Regions from separate parts of the Nothobranchius furzeri genome. Here region 1 is linked to region 2. A link is a contact called in public Micro-C data. All regions are on one chromosome and are shown on one strand. Each heading gives the region's core, a stretch centred on a gene start, on an enhancer-like site or on the middle of the called end of the contact. The rest is flanking DNA. Distances are from core to core; before and after follow the strand shown.

Region 1 (4,282 bases), core at 549-3,048, 150 kb before region 2:
CTCTGCGGATTCCTGGACACTAAACCAACAACAGCCTTCCCCTTCATGAGATGGGTGACGTAGATCTGTCAGACTTTTAGAATCGTTGCACCTATCATCTATCAGAAGCTAACGCAGGAGATGGTTTAGGAGACTATTTCCCTGTTCAGCCTACATGAAAAACTCAGAGTGACCGACTATAATCAGAAATAAGATTTTAATGTGTTTTTTTAAATACAGTTGAATTCAATACATTCTGCTATAGAAATATGGTTATTAACTTGTTTCTACAGCTAGTACTACTCAGTTACATTTTGACCACATTTTCAAAGCAAAGGAAAAATAATGGCTTATCTAATTATTTGATTAATCATTTGATTATTGTGGCAGACTAATCGATTATTAATGTCATCGAAAGCTGCAACCCTAATGGAATGCTTTATACATTTGTAAACAAGAATAAACACCAAACCTTTCAATCCACAACATAGATAGTTGTCTTTAAATCCACATAATATACTATATAATCACTAATTATTTTATAATGATGTTATAGCATAAGTACAAACCCAAATCATTTAAACTGCTCTGAGTATAAGACAAAAGCTCCCAAGTATCTTTCTTTCTGTTGATTGGTTTAAAATAAATACAATTTAGCTAATTGAACCCATTGTGTAAAGTTTAGAACTGTAATCTGAGATTATATCCTGAAACAGACTACAAAATACTAGTTTAGACCTAAATGTGGTACTGTCATACTACATGGGGCAGCACAACCCATAGAGTAGAGCACAAGGTTAGGCCTTACTAGTCTTGTAAAAAATGTCCTCTAATTAAATGACTCACTCCAGCAGGCCCAACAACAAGAACCAACAAAAAGAGAAGTGTCCCACTTTATTTATGTCACAAAGCCCCAAACAAGACATGTGTTTGACCAGGATCCACCATTTTGTGACATTTGAGGCGTCATTAAAATTTATTTGCACCAGAGGTGTAAAAATGTCTATGCTAGACTTTTGCTGTTCCAAAAAGGAAACATGTGTGTTGAGTGACACGTTAAAAAAAAACATTTCATTTTCAGTTTTTCTTTCAGTCATTCTACACTGGACCCCCTGGGGTCCCCGGTACTCAGTTTGGGAAACACTTCACTCGTGGAATCTGCAGCTTTAACTGTCCTGCTGATGTTTAAACGCAACATAATGTTCCAGAACACTTCATGGGTCATTATTAGTACAGTCAGACAAGTGTTTATTATATTTAACAGTGAATAAACGCTATTGTCCCCGAGGCAACAACTGTCTTACAGCTAAACGGATGCAGCAGAGCTGAACCCGAATCAAATGTAGCTTTCAGGGAGCAAACGGAGCTAACTTGGGTTTGTGCAATGAGCTAATGTGAGTGTAACCTTAGGTAGCTGGCACAGTAAAACAATGAGCTCAGAGTGCAGTCAGTCAGCCTTGGCTAGCAGCTTGCTTGCTGCTGCATGCTGTGTTGGCTAAATGGTGTAAAGCTACACGCAAGGCAGGCTAACATTAAACGGCTAACGAGTCGTAGCACTGTTAACAATGACAGAAATTATAAAAGGGACAAACTTACCGACTTAGCTTAACAACTGTATTCCAAACCGTCGTCTGTCCATGGCGGCGTGAGCCCCATAAAATAACAAATCAGTGTAACGCGGTTCAATTATGATAAAACCTCTAAAAAATCTGAAGCACTAGAAAACAGCGCACTCCCCCAGACATCCAACACAAGAGAGGAGGGGAGGCCAGCGATTCACTGGACTTCTGCCATCACACTTCGAGACACCGTCCACAGCGAAAACAAACGAGTCCCAAACGCATAGTTACCACTGCGCTCCGAAACCCGAGCCAAGTCCGCTTTTCTCTCGCAACCTTTCTGATGTTAATTCCACAACGAGCAGCTTTCCATCCAGGTTAATTCCTCCGTATTCGCCGTTTCTGTTGGGAGCACCGTACCGCTTCTTCATGTGGGAACTGATACATTGTAGTCAAGCAGCAGCAGCAACCAGGGTGGAAAGGAAATCCAGGACTGGAGGCTTCCTACCGGATCGAACTTCCCAGCTCTGGAGCGGAAAAAGTGGAACTGGATCCATCTCCCTGTTTGGACTGGGGTCTGACGTATGCTTTTCAACCACCAGGCAAATCCACCATCTCAACTCCACCAAATTATTAAATAGAAGTGAGCAATCCCATTTACAGTTAAATACAAATTTTATCACTATTTACATATTTTTAACCACTTATAGGGCTTGGGATTGTGTCGTCATCACCAATGTGGCAACCCTGTTCACAGCCTCCAAGTCCTTACTTGATGCTTGTTACTACAGACAACAGCACATCTTTAATGCACGCCAAAGTGATCAGGCTTCCCGTGTGTCACATCTAAAATGGTCCTGGTGGAAACAAGAGTTTGAAAGTTCTATGGTCTACCCAATCCAATCCAATCCAATTTTATTTATAAAGCGCATTCAACATGGCATTACAACCAAACAAGGTGCTGTACACCAAAAATGTTAGTGCATTTAAACCGCGTTATACAATCATGTCGGACGAACACAGGTAAAAGATTAAAAAAAAAGACATACAACAAAATCCCCAAAACTAACAGCTAAAAATCAATAAGACACAGGGAGATTAAAAATTAGAGAACCATTTTAAGAAGAACCTCAATAGTACAGAAGTTGATATTGTGAATTCCATTTTTTAAACAATGTTGATCTAAGTGAGGTTCATAATTATGTGGTATATGCTAGGTCGAAGTAGTGAGTTTTCAAGCGTGATTTAAAAATGCTAGCTGTTGGTGCTTGCCTCACTAGCAGTGGTAATGTTTTCCACAGCGTCGGTGCACAGACAGAGAAAGCCCTTTCTTCACGGCTTTTTAAACGTGCATTCGGAACAGCTAGGAGGAGCTTATCTTCGGACCTGAGAGCACGCGGCGGGTTGTAGAAATGGAGAAGTTCACACAGATATGGAGGAGCTTGATGGTTCAAGGATTTGTAAGTCAGAAGCATAATTTTGAAATTTATCCTGTACTGCACGGGCAACCAGTGGAGAGATTTCAGAATTGGAGAAATGTGTTGTCTTCTGTCAGCTCCAGTCAGCAACCTAGCTGCTGAATTCTGGACCAGCTGAAGTCTAGAAAGAGCTGCTTTACTGATGCCATATAAGCAGGAGTTAGAGTAATCCAGCCTTGAAGTGATGAAAGTGTGGACCACAGCTTTCAGAAGACGGACACTCAGGATGTGCTTTAGTTTCGAGATGCGTCTTAGTTGGTAAAAACATGATTTTACTGTGTTATTGACCTGGGTATCCATCTTCAGAGCCTGGTCCATTTTTACTCCAAGGTTGGAGATTACAGAGGATACATTAGGTGAGAGATAGCTGAGGTCAGGTTGATGAGTAGCCGTGGTCCTGTTAGGACTGAAAACGATTAAGTCAGTTTTGGAGTCATTGAGATGGAGGAAGTTATCAGCTAGCCATTGCTTGACCTCAAGGATACAATCAGACAGAACTTTTGTTGATTGAGTTGGCTTAAATGAAAAGTAGATTTGACAGTCGTCAGCGTAAAGATGGTATGAGACAGCGTGCCTTCTGAAAATGGCTCCTGAGGGCAGTATATAAAGGTTAAACAGTAACGGGCCAAGTATTGAACCTTGTGGGACACCCCAACGTAAAGGCTGTGACTCAGATGAACAGCCATCCAACATGACCCTAGCAGACCTGTTCCAAAAGTATGACCTAAACCATTCTAGGGCTGTGCCTGAAATGCCAGCCCAAGTGTGAAGTCTTGTGATCAAAATGTCATGATCGATCGTGTCGAATGCTGCGGATAGATCCAAAAGTACCAGAACCACATGGAAGCCTGAATCTAAAGCCAGAAAAATGTCATCTAAGACATCTAATTCAGTGGTACTCAATAGGCGGCCCGCGAGCCCCGTCTTTGTGCCTCCCGGACCACCAACAATCTTGGCGTGACTCCTCAGACTTTGATGGTCCCTCAGTTAATTCCATTGGAAGAATGCAATGCCAAAGCTAGTTTTCTGGCGTTGTTTCCGGATGTGCTTGGGGTCCTGCGTCTGCCGATGACATAATCTTACTACGGCAATACCACTCGGCTAAAATATATTTTTGATTCTGTTCTTTCATGTAGGTTTTGGAAAGAGTTTAGCAGTTTAGTTTTTACGTTCATGTTTTTTACTGCCTAAATATTTTTGAACGTGGTAACGTAACTTCCGTAAGTCCAGCCAATCACCTAGTGTGATGTCATTGACATGCACAGG
Region 2 (4,196 bases), core at 226-2,725:
CATCTAACATGAGACTAGGGATGTAAGAAATTATCGATATAGCCAATATATATTCGTTTCTGCTATATGGCGATATTCAAAAGCCATGTATTAAATTTTTGGAATAATTTACATGGAAACATTTGCGTTTTGTTTTTTTTTCTTTTGGTGCAATTCAAACGCCGACCGCTGGTTGGCAGCAGTGTGCAATGGGTTTTGTTTCCACCAATGGAAATATAAAACCCTCTATTATGGTTCAGATACCTCATGTTAAACATGTTACGCATCAGTTTGGACTGTTTATTGAATTTTCCTATAATAGCAATTGGGAAAACATATTTCAAACATGGAACCGAGTCCGGCTACCGAGCCGAGCAGAATACTCACGAAACACCGGTGCGTGAAGACGCGGGTTTCAACCAACCGGAGAGGAACAGAGAGGGGGGTAAACAGTGAGTGCATCAGAGGGATTGGACTGATGTTTTTGAGCAAAACTGTGGGAAAAGTGTGGCTGTTTAACGTCCCCATTATAAAACGTGTAAACCCCCCCCCCCCCCCCCCCCCCCACGGGTGAGAAACGGTGCTCATGCAGGTCTCATTCTGTTCCGATGCTGCAAAGTGCAATATTTTAAATGAATGAATTAAGCCTATAATTTGTTTACTCAGTAACTGATATGATTGAAAATGTAGCGAAGTACGAATCTTGTAAAAAAAAAAAAAAAAAAACTCAAGCAAAAGTGAAGTAGTTTGCTTATTTACTACCAGCATTTCAAAAGAACAAACGGCTAACACTTAATTTTTCATGTCATCGTCCCACTCCTGTTAGCGGCCAATAACATCAGTCAACACAACAACAGTAGAGCTATACCCTGCAGGCTTTCCTGTTTATTTTCTCAAGGACGGCACTGACTGCATAATGACTATGACCTCGAGACCATACTTTCTGTTCAGTAAAGACAAGAAAGCGTCATCATTTTGAAATATGTTGATATTTATTTTAGAAGAGTATAAAAATGTCACTTTATCTGAAGCCATTTTTTATTCAGCCAACCACTTAATACAGACTAGTATTCAGGTACCTCTCTTTGATTCTCTGTTCGTTCCTTCAAACAAGCTGCCATTGCTACCATCAAACGAAGCGGAGTAAAATGTGACTCAAATTTCTCTTTCATTGTTTTTAAGACTTGTGATCAGCATTCAGAGAGAGGAACAAAGCTCATTTAAATGAGCAGGAAAAAAAACAAAGAAGATTAATAAAAGGGGTTGACAGTCAGCTTTCTGAACAGCAGACACCGTGTGACATTTAATGAAGTGGTCTGTGGACAGCAATAGCAGCTCATTTCAAAGCTGGCAGATGGTTCTATGTATTTTTCATGCTGTGGAAAACCTGTGACCGAGGTTTAGTTGGTTGTCGTCCAGTGCTGAGGGGCCCTGAGCTGAATGCATTCTACACACCACTGCAGAATCACATGATGTCTGACCTCTGCCATGGCAAACTGCCCAGCAAGAAAGAGGGAGGAAGAGGGAGGAATGTCAGTGTGTTGGTGTGTGACTGAGGTTCAGCAGAGAGGCTAAAAAATGCTCGATTGACAGTAAGTGCGCACGTCCGCTCAGCCAGCATATTTACAATTTTACAGCACTGACCTGTAAAACACGGTGTTACAGAGGAAGTGGAGAAAATGTGAGGATGGGAAGATGAGGGGGGAGGGGGAGAGAAAAGAGACAAGCAGCCACCGTTAGGGATTTGAAAAATGTTACAGAGAAAAAAAAAATGTGGGAAGAAAAAAATAGAACCGCCTGACTTTTCTTCCTTTGGAATGCATCCAATGTATCCTGTGTGTGTGCGAGAGAGAGAGAGAGAGAGAGAGAGAGAGAGAGAGAGAGAGAGAGAGAGACGTGTGTGTGTGTGTGTGTGTGTGTGTGTGTGTGTGTGTGTGTCATGCTGGCAGGAAGGCTTTCAGCATATAAATATCACATTACCACACAAGGAAACTCAGGCATCAGTTGGAGCTTCCAGCCAGCCTAACAAGCACAGGAGCTCCACTCTGGAGGTCAGAGGGAGAGCTTACACAAATGGAATTCCACAGGAACCAGTACTTCTTTTAATAGATAAGTGGTTATGGGCTTGGAGCTGTGTGATGTGGTAGAAGCCTGCTTTCAGTTATCTCACATGTGCTAGTGTGCATACATATACTGAGCTACAGTCTATAATACAGGCCAACAAGTGCAGAAAGGTCAGAAGAGGAACAATATAAACTATTTAAATGCAAAAGCAAGTTTTAGATTAAAACTAGGGATTCAATACCCAAAAAGATAGCGGTTCAGAGGTATAGCACAGGCCACATATTTTATTAGAGGAATGAATTCTGATCCATCGCAGAGACACCTGATGATCCCCAGTTCTGTCTGCAGCAGAACGGCAACGTCAAACATCTCCAGTGACAAAACAAAGAAGGAGTCGAGCAGCAGATGGTTTGACTCAAACAAACCCCTGATCTCATCAACACAGAGTCAATCTGGGATTACATGAAGAGATGGAGGACAATGATACAGACAAAACCCACAGAGGTAAGGAAATGCTTGGAACAACACACCTGCCACAAGATGACAACATCCACTCCTGATTTATTTCAGGTGTTTTTGTGTTGCACTTGTTTGATCTTGTGAAAAGATTATTTAAAAAGCCATTCATATTTGTGTATGGCCTTATGTGATTAGTGCTACTTATTGCAGATAAGTAACCCATTTACAAGGTCAAATCAAGGTTCATGGTTTTTACCAGCTCAAAAAAATCACCACCAAAAAAAGAAAAAGTCACACACTCTAATATTATGTTGGACCACCTTTAGTTTTGATTACAGCACACATTTGCTGTGGTGTTGCTTCGATAATATTCTGCAGCATCACCAGATGTATTTCCGTCAGTGTTGCCTTAATGTTTCACCAAGATCTTGCATTGATGATGGTAGAGTATGACTGCTGCACAAACACTTCTCCAGCACATCCCAAAGACTCTCAATGAGTTAAGGTCTGGACTCTGTGGTGGCCAATCCATGTGTGAAAATGATGTCTCATGCTCCCTGAACCACTCTTTCACCAATCCAAAAAAATCCAATGATGGAATAACCTGGTCATTCAGTATATTCAGGTAGTCAGCTGACCTCATTTTTGGAGCACATCCTGTTGCTGAATCTAGACCTGACCAACTGTAGCAACCCCTGATCATAGCCCTGCCCCCACAGGCTTGTATAGTAGGCACTAGGCATGATGGGTGCTTCATCTGCCTCTCTTCATACCCTAATGCACCATCACTCTGGAACAGAGTTCATCTGGACTCATCAGACCACATGACCTTCTTCCATTACTCCAGAGTCCAATCTTCACGCTCCCTAGCAAATTGAAGCCTTTTTCCAGTTTGCTTCACTGATGGTGGTTTTCTTATGGCTACACAACTGTTCACTCCTAATCCCTTGAGTTCCCTTTGCATTGTGTAAGTGGAAATGCTCAGAATTTCACTAGTATACAGAGCTGAGTTCTACTGTTGTTTTCTACCATTTGATTTCACCAAAAATTTAAGTTATTGCAATCACGATCATTCAGGATATTTCCCAGACACATTTCTTCCTTGAAGACGATGGTCCAAACTCTCCTTCCAGCATGGACGTAATTTTCACTTTAGAAGTGGGGGAGACATGGGGGGGGTATCTTTACAGTATGCTCCAATGGAAAACAGGCTTCAACACAAACGGTTGTATTCCGCTTGGTCCTAGAGCTCAATCAGTGTCAATTTAATACAGCGTAATATTGTTTCTGGATGATACAAAGTGCAGGGGTCAAAACTTGACTTTGGAAAAAGTGGGGGGAACATGTCCCCCCCCCCCCCCCCCAAAAAAAAATTTTACGTCCATGTCCTCCAGTTTTTAATAATGCGTTGGACAGTTCTTAACCCAGTTTCAGTTGTTTCTACAATCTCCGTAGATGTTTTCTCTACTTGGTGCATGCCAATGATGTGATGGTATTTTGTTAAAGTCTTAAAGCAGCCCCAATTTCCCAAAACAACATAAAAGATATTGCAACATTATAGTTATGGTTGTTTACAGGAGAAAATATAATTAGTAGAAACAACTACGTCTGGCATATTCAGGGTTCAGTTCCAGCAGGAATTTTCTGATACGTTTATGTTAATTTATTTGGCAGACGCTTTTACCCAAAGCGAC

Evidence for each region. A called contact is a pair of places that touch in the nucleus more often than the background predicts.
Region 1: a contact with region 2 is called in a Micro-C map of tail fin, with 5 times the contacts expected there. The contact joins the promoter of znf609b here to the enhancer-like site in region 2. A contact is called at or near these places in 2 of 2 Hi-C or Micro-C datasets (skeletal muscle and tail fin).

The regions. Positions count from the first base shown.
Region 1 is chr9:45,341,402-45,345,683 of NfurGRZ-RIMD1, reverse strand. It overlaps znf609b (zinc finger protein 609b), which reads right to left and starts at 1,798. Exons shown (of 8, transcript XM_054732279.2): 1 at 1,576-1,798.
Region 2 is chr9:45,196,085-45,200,280 of NfurGRZ-RIMD1, reverse strand. The region is part of intron 11 of trip4 (thyroid hormone receptor interactor 4); the gene reads right to left. Among protein-coding and RNA genes, the nearest start is that of trip4, 16 kb to the right of the region's middle. Within about 2 kb of position 1,475, at least 1 of the 3 cell types and tissues checked has an H3K27ac peak or open chromatin away from gene starts, as enhancers often do. A contact at or near this core is called in tail fin, where this site is marked.